2 separate regions of the Sus scrofa genome follow, and region 1 is linked to region 2. The links are chromatin contacts, called in public Hi-C maps. All regions are on one chromosome and are shown on one strand. Each heading gives the region's core, a stretch centred on a gene start, on an enhancer-like site or on the middle of the called end of the contact. The rest is flanking DNA. Distances are from core to core; before and after follow the strand shown.

Region 1 (3,934 bases), core at 854-3,353, 330 kb after region 2:
GGAACCATGAGGTTGAGGGTTCAGTTCCTGGCCTCGCTCAGTGGGTTAAAGATCTGGCGTTGCCGTGAGCCGTGGTGTAGGTTGCAGACACAGCTCGGATCCCACGTTGCTCTGGCTGTGGCGTAGGCCAGCAGCTGTAGCTCCGATTCAACCCCTAGCCTGGGAACCTCCATATGCTGCAGGTGTGGCCCTAAAAAGCAATAAATAAATAAATAAAAATAAAGATACGGCAAATTTTTATTTGAGCCAACCTGAGGCTCAAAACCTGGGAGACATCCTCTCAGAGCTGTGAGCACTGTTCTCAAAAGGTAAAGGGAGAGGAAGGCCAGTGCAGTGTGATTTTCGAGAGAGCGGATGTGCAGTCAAGCACCTATCTTGGTATAAGGTTACTGCTATTCACAAGGGGACACATATCTTAGTTAATGGTTTTACTGCTTTTCCAAGTATGGGAAAATGCAAGAAACTGGATTCATCAAATTTTCTCCTGAAAATATCTGTCCGAGGGCTAGTTCTGCCAGTTTTCCCAGAGCACAAAATGCTTCACCCTGATCTTAATCCTGAAATCCTCTTCAGGTGTATTTTAGGTCAGTGACTGCAGTGGCTAATGACTTGATTCTTGTAGAACTGCATGCTGGGCAACATTTTTTGTTTTACAACCCCCCCCCATTTTGATCTTATTTTTGACGAAGATTTGGGAAGCATTTCATGACCCACTTGGCCCACACCACTAGAAATGCTCATTCCCAGGTCAGGGGAGGATTTCCTTGCTAGGACCCTCCATGTGCTCTTATGGGACTAAGCCCTGCTAACAGTAGCCCAAAGCCTCAGGACCACCTGTCATACCAGTCTGTTAGGATCCAGGAAATGGTTCCTTCTTGTTGCTTCTTTCCATATCTAGGGTTACACTATGACCAACATTGATCTGGTAGAATTATATGTATCTTTGGTCCTTCGTTCCAAGTCAGCTAGTCATCTTACTTTTATCAGAGGCTCAGTTGCCCATTTGGTAATGCAAGAAACAGTAGTCTTGTAAAACAGGCAGGATACAAGGAGTATAGCTAGAGACATTAATAAGGTCGTAAGTATTTAAGCGAAGAAATTCCATTCATTGCAGCCCTGTATCTCCCTAGGTCTTGTGACTCAGTCTGTTCTGTACCAGTCGCTATCTTTAAGGGAAATGATACATTGGCATTTGTGCATAAAGTTCACCAAAGATGTCTGCACATACGAGGTGAGTGGAGGGCAATCACGACGATTTACAGGATTGAGCAAGGAATGTTATCTTCAAAGGAGTTACATGGCTGGCTCTAGAAGAAGAAAAATTGAGCTTTATGGCTGAGGAGGTATTTCTGCCATTGGGGAGGTGAGCTTAATGAATAATGTAGATGAACAATGCACACCAGAAAGGGGGGGTGTGTGTGGAGAAGGCCCAAACAGACAGAGAAAACATTTTTGTTTAAATATTTCTTGTCTTGGAGGCCCGGTCATGGCTCAGCAAGAACGAATCCGAGTAGTATCCGTGAGGACACGGGTTTGATCCCAGGCCTCAGTCAGTGGGTTAAGGATTCCGCATTGTCATGAGCTGTAGTGTAGGTTGCAGATGTGGTTTGGGTCCCTTCGCTGTGGCTGTGACGTAGGCCGGCAGCTGCAGCTCCAATTCGACCCCTAGCCTGGGAACCTCCATATGCCACAGGTGTGGACCTAAAAAGACAAAAAAAAAAAGAAAAAGAAAAAATTCTTGCCTTGCTTTAAAATAATAATTTTATTTCATCAGATCCTAGCTCAAGTAGGCAGGGAAGCCTTTTACAACTGTTATGTAACTTCTTAGAGACAAGTTGGCAGCAGAACCATTTATAAAAACCATATGTTCTGTCCTTTGGCCCCATCAGGCTATTAATCTTTATCATCCAGTGTATTGAGCAGAGGCTGCAAAGGTGCAGTACTGGCAAGACTAGTCGCTGGGTAGTATTGCCCTTGAACGATCTCCAGAGGAGCACGGCTCAGCTGTGGCGCCCAATCTAACAGGGTCCATTCCCGAGTGGCCCTGGAGGCGTGGCCTCGCTTTCCCACGCAGGCGTCCTCAGGTCTCCCGCCCCTCACCCGTGTGGTGACGGAGGCAGCCCTCAGCCCAGCTCTCTGGCTCCGACACCCAATGGGCGGCCGTGGGCCTCTCGGGTGGGCGGGGCACGCCCTGAGAGCAATCCTGGTTGGCCCGTGGCCCGGTGCGGCGCATGACGTCTTCCGTCGCGTCGCGTCGCGTCGCGTTCCGTAGCGCCGCCGTTAGGTCTTAGCGTCCTCCCCGGGCGCCTGAAGGAGACTTGGAGACTTCTGGGCCTCGCTGCTTGAGCGGTTGGGAGTCGCCGCTGCTGCCACTGCCCGCACTCCATGAGGAAGATGCTCGCCGCCGTCTCCCGCGTGTTGTCGGGCGTCGCCCAGAAGCCGGTGAGTCGGCCTGAGCGGCCCGTGGCAGGGAAAGAGCGGGACCGAGGCGGGGCCCGACGCCGGAGGACGCCAAAGGGCAGGGCAAGCGGGCTAGGCGGGCGGGTCGGGCCGGGCGCAGCGGTCTTCGGGGAGCCGCAGGCCTTTGTTCTGCTTCCACGTTGTGTGCTGCACTCCTGGCCGCGAGCGGAGCGGCGACTCGGCCAAGCGGCGCCGCCTGTTGGAGGGGGAGCTTTACAAGGTCCACGTGGAGGTCAGCAGTGGTTCCCCGTGCCGGGCTTGTTGATGCGGCCCCAAAATGCCCGCCCCCCGCCCCCCAAAAGAAGCAAAAGTGCCCGTTCCTTTACTGTAGACAGAAAAGGGGGCCTTGGGCTTCCTCGAGTTGGCTGCCTCTTCCTGGCCGGTTCATTAAAATTTTTCCTTAGTTCCTCTTGACCAGGAATCCGGAGACTGACTCCGTTCAGACGCCAGCCTCACTCTTTACTAGCCCTGTGGTCTTGGGCAAGAGTTTTTTGGTTTTGCTTTTTTTCTTAAAACAGCCCGGTGCTCAATTTCCTCATTTCTGAAATGGAGAGTACTTACTCCATGGGGTTGTCGTGAGGCTTAAAGGAGTGACAAGTATGTAAACCTTTCCGGTAGCGCCTGGTACATGGTAGGTGCCGTCAGTATTAAATATTGTTATTATTTGAGTTCCCAATTTGGTATACATTTGTTGAACGCCAGCGCTCGGCTCTGTGGAGTGTTGATGCAGGGTTGGGTTCCAGAGAAACAACACACTTGGTACTCTTTCCTCCCCTCTGCCTCAACGGTGAGCTTTTCCTAGGCAGTCGATTCAAAAGCCGTCAGGCAGAACCCAGAGGGAGGCCCTCCACTTGCACACAGATGCGGAGACACTCTCATTTAGGATAGAAGTAGCTAAAGTGGTGTTTGGGAGGATGGGGTTAGAGGTTAGCGCTATTTATGGCTCCAACTTTTAGACATTCCTAGCCGAAGTTCAGAGCATTTTGACCTCTAAGCACGGGATGGGTGGTAATGTGACTTGGTATCACTGCAGCCAAGTTTTGACTTGCAGTTCTTGCTCCAGTAACTCCCAAGACTGGCAGCTCAGCTTGGTATAGGGCAGAGATCATCGAACGGTTGGAGGAAGTGTACTTCTCTAGGACTGCCATTGATTGACAAACACAGAATGCCATGTGATTAATCTGTATTAGCATTTAGGTTGTGATTGGATCTCCCTGAAAAACAAGCACATTTCACCGTTGTTTTTGGTCTTTTTGCCATTTCTAGGGCCGCTCCTGCGGCATATGGAGGTTCCCAGGCTAGGGGTCGAATCAGAGCCGTAGCCACCTGCCTACTCCAGAGCCACAGGAACTCGGGATCCGAGCGCGTCTGCGACCTACACCACAGCTCACGGCAACACTGGATCCTTAACCCACTGAGCATGGCCAGGGGTTGAACCCGCAACCTCATGGTTCCTAGTCAGATTCGTTAACCA
Region 2 (4,028 bases), core at 861-3,360:
CTCTGAAATTTTTGCATGTTTTCATTAGTTTGCAGCCAGCTTGGTGGCAAAAGGCGACCTGAACTGATGTGAAACTATTTTCAGTCTTTACTTTTCCTACTCTGTAAATATTCATATTCGGATGTGGAAAATAAGCATGTGTTTGATTAAGGGGTGCTGCCCTGACTCCAACGCACTTACTAGAGAATATACATATGCATATTACCTTTCTAAAATCCAAACCCCTCTGACTTGCAAACCACATTTGGCCCCAAGAGTTTCAGACAAGGGACTCTGGACCTACTCCCTCTGCATAAACCTCACTGCACTACAAGCATTTTTTCTTTGTAAGCCCAGCACCTGACAGAGTGCCACGCACATAACAAGTCCACAATAAATATTTCCTGAATGAAGAAACAAGGCCGAGAAATTGGCTAATGGGAAAGGGGTCAGTGGCTTGGGAGTTAACCGTGGGTCCCAACTTGAAGGCCAGGCCTCTGACCCTGGAATACCACTTCCTTCTCTGACATGGAGGTCCTATAAATAGCTGCTGTTGATTGATGACAAGCAACATAGCTGGTGTCTTCACAAGGAATAAAAATAGTCCAGTGGTCTTACACGATGGGCCCACATATAACTTTAGTCTAGAAATACAAAACACATGACATACCCAAACCTCCGACCACATGGGCAGCTTCACAGATCCCCTCCAACTTGGGAGCAGAAGATCTGCGTTTGGGTCAGACCCCACTACCTGCAGTTACCTTTTTGGCCCCGTTTTCTCATCTGCGAAGTCCTAAAAGCCCTCCCAGGTGGGTCTCTAACAAGGTAGCTCGAGATCAGGAACAGCAGCAGCCGCCACACACCTTGGAGTGGGATGTACACTTCAGGAGCTTTTTCATTCCTGTCTACTGTCCTCGCGGTCCAGAGTTGACCATCGTCATGCAGTGTGCCCTGTCCAACCTACACACACCTCCTTGCATCCAAAAGAAGCAGAGTCAACACAAAAAAGACGCATTTGGGGCCCAGGGGCATGCAGGGAGCTCTATCTTCGATCCCAAAGTTTGCTCAAAGAATTCTGTGAAACGTAGCCGCTCAGCCCTTCAGTCCCCTGACTCGTAAAGCGGACGAGCTGGGAATGAGGGTGGGGTGTAACCACCGGCCAGCAAGAACCGCATTTAAAGAGGAAACCGCTTAAATGCAAAGTCTCAGGACACGAGAGGGGGCTGGGTAGGCGAAAAAGTGCCTCGAGAGGGCAGATGAGAGTGGTCCTTCCTTACCTGGTAACACAGGATGGTTTGCTGCACCAGCCGCGCGTATCCGTCCAAGCGGACTCCGGAATTGCTCCTGCTCCTCATCTCCGCGATGCTCTTGGGACCGCGGCGCCCGACCTGCTGCGAGGAGGTGGGACGCCCGGGCGACGGCCGCCGTGCAGGCTTGGCTCCCAAACACTCACTGCCTTAGTCAGCTCTAGGATTGGAGTCCGGAGGTAAGAGGTAGGGACTTTTTAAAACGACAGAACCAAACTATGGAAAGCAAGCCAACTAGAGTTTCTTACGGCTCGAAAGGAGCGGGGCGGAGATAGGGGTTGGCGCTATGGCGGCCCCGCCTCGACCAAGCCCGCCACGCTCCCGACGCTCGCGGGTCTCGAGCTGCCCAGCCGGAAAAACGGGGACCTGGGTTCCGGGCGAGGGGCGACGACGCCCCCGCCGAGCCTTTTTTTGTCTTCCGGCGGTCGTGAGGGAGCCTCCGGGCAGGCCGCCAACCCTACCCTTCCCGCCAGCTGCAGCCCACCAGCAGCCCCGCCCCCGGCCGCGCCCCCGCGGCGGAACGGAACCCTCGGAGTCGCGCCCCTCGGGGGAAGGAAAACGAGGTGGCCCGCGAGAGCAGCGGAGAACCTTGGTCCGGGCGGGAACCAGTCTGCTTTTGAACGCTTTACCTCCCCGCCCGCTGCCGACCTCAGCGCGGGCTGTTGAAACAGACCTTTCGGTCGCGGGCATCTGGAAGCCACGGACCCGCCCCCCGGCCCGCCCCCGGCAACGCCCCCGACGCGGAGCGGAACCCGGGGAGCCGGCCTGAGGAGCAAGGTAAGGGGACTGTTTCGCTAGCGGCCCTGGACGACGCCGGGTCACTAGCGGCCCCGCCCCTCCCCGAGATGAGCTCACAACCCCACCCCTTGCCCCGCCCTCTAGCTCCTCTAGCCCCGCCTCGGGGCCTAACGCTGGGCGATGGGAAGATAAAGGACTGGCTTAGGGCGAGGGTGAGACTGCCTTCCCGAGCAGCGGTGGGGAGGCCCGGCAATGGCCTGCCCCTCGCAGCTCCCTGGTCGCCCCTCTGATGGCCAGAATCGGAGTTCTGCCCCTGGTCGCGTCTCCGCAGAGAGAACGACAGGGGCAGGTCAGGGTCCTCCAGCACCCGCCCCCCCCAACCCCGCGCCTTCAGCCTTGCCCCTAGTCACCTGGGTGAAGCTCCTCTGGCCTGGCCTGCCGTCCGTCCCCAGGCCTGTAACGTGAAACTTGGCATTACAGTTCTTCATGGCAAATAATTACCCATAGTTTTACAATCTTCAGGCCAGTATTTATTTTCCACCCAAATCTGGCCCCATATTAATTCTAGCTCAGCTAATGTGATCCTTTCCTCAAGTCCTTTGCTAGTTTCCACGCACTTACAGTATGCTCGACCCAGGAGGCCTCCTCCTCCTTCTTGTCTTAATTCTGTCTTTGCTTTAAGGGTTAGCTCAGGAGTTCCCCTCGTGGCGCAGTGGTTAACGAATCCGACTAGGAACAATGAGGTTGCGGGTTTGGTCCCTGCCCTTGCTCAGTGGGTTGACGATCCGGCGTTGCCGTGAGCTGTGGTGTAGGTTGCAGACGCGGCTCGGATCCTGCGTTGCTGTGGCTCTGGCATAGGCCAGTGGCTACACCTCCGATTCGACCCCTAGCCTGGGAACCTCCATATGCCCCGGGAGTGGCCCAAAGAAATAGCAAAAAGACAAATAAATAAATAAATAAATAAGGGCTAGCTCAGCTCTGCCCTCCTATTAGTCTTCCCCATTCTCTGAATTGCGATTACAATTTCTCTAGTAAGAACATAGGTCTTGGAGTCATTGAAATTGAGTTCAGGAGTTCCCGTCGTGGCGCAGTGGTTAACGAATCCGACTAGGAACCATGAGGTTGCAGGTTCGGTCCCTGCCCTTGCTCAGTGGGTTACCGATCCGGCGTTGCCGTGAGCTGTGGTATAGGTTGCAGACGCGGCTCGGATCCCGCGTTGCTGTGGCTCTGGCGTAGGCCGGTGGCTACAGCTCTGATTCTACCCCTAGCCTGGGAACCTCCATATGCTGCGGGAGCGGCCCAAGAAATAGCAAAAAGACAAAAAAAGAAAAAGAAATTGAGTTCAAATTCCAGTTCTGCCATTTACAAGTGGTGTGAGCTTTGGCATGTTTTAGCTATTTGAATTGAAATTCAATGTTATCACCAATGGGGATAATAATAACCCCTACTACTAGGACAGCTGTGATCAAGAGCATGAATATAAAACACTTAGCACCATGCCTGGCTAATATATGTGCTTCGTAACTCATAGCTGTTTTCATAATCACTAGACAACAATGTATTGCTTCATATCCTTGTTTTCATGTGAGGCACGTTTTTTCTAACTGGATTTTAGGTACTCATTGAAACAGTCCTTGGTATCTCCTACTGTGTCTAGTACAGTACTGAGCATGCAGTTGTAGCTTACTATTGAATGACTGGTTGAATGAACCCACGAATGCAAGAAAATCAGTCATGTTCAGTTGAGTCCCCTATATATGTATGGTCCTTAACCGAGTTCATTTTACAAATTCCGTAACATAAATCTGCAGTCACTCAACTAAATCACCAAACCCATCATCTGTCATACTTTTTGTTTTCTTCCTGTTGGCTCTTACTGCAGCAATCCATGTGATGTGTCTCCATGCAGAATTTGCTATGGTTTAGAGGTAAATAAAACTGGACATTAGGTTATCACCATTAAATCTCTTGGAATATGAATGCGTACTCTTCCAGAACTCT

Evidence for each region. A called contact is a pair of places that touch in the nucleus more often than the background predicts.
Region 1: a contact with region 2 is called in a Hi-C map of liver, with 7 times the contacts expected there. The contact joins the promoter of PDHA1 here to the promoter of PHKA2 in region 2. A contact is called at or near these places in 1 of 5 promoter capture datasets (fetal liver) and 2 of 47 Hi-C or Micro-C datasets (embryonic fibroblasts and liver).

The regions. Positions count from the first base shown.
Region 1 is chrX:15,697,821-15,701,754 of Sscrofa11.1, forward strand. It overlaps PDHA1 (pyruvate dehydrogenase E1 component subunit alpha, somatic form, mitochondrial), which reads left to right and starts at 2,104. Exons shown (of 11, transcript XM_003360244.4): 1 at 2,104-2,442. The coding sequence starts at 2,386.
Region 2 is chrX:15,363,621-15,367,648 of Sscrofa11.1, forward strand. PHKA2 (phosphorylase b kinase regulatory subunit alpha, liver isoform) reads right to left here and starts at 2,111. Exons shown (of 34, transcript XM_013985960.2): 1 at 1,919-2,111; 2 at 1,260-1,449. The coding sequence starts at 1,337. It overlaps LOC106506916 (a long non-coding RNA gene), which reads left to right and starts at 1,981. Exons shown (of 3, transcript XR_001302568.2): 1 at 1,981-2,066.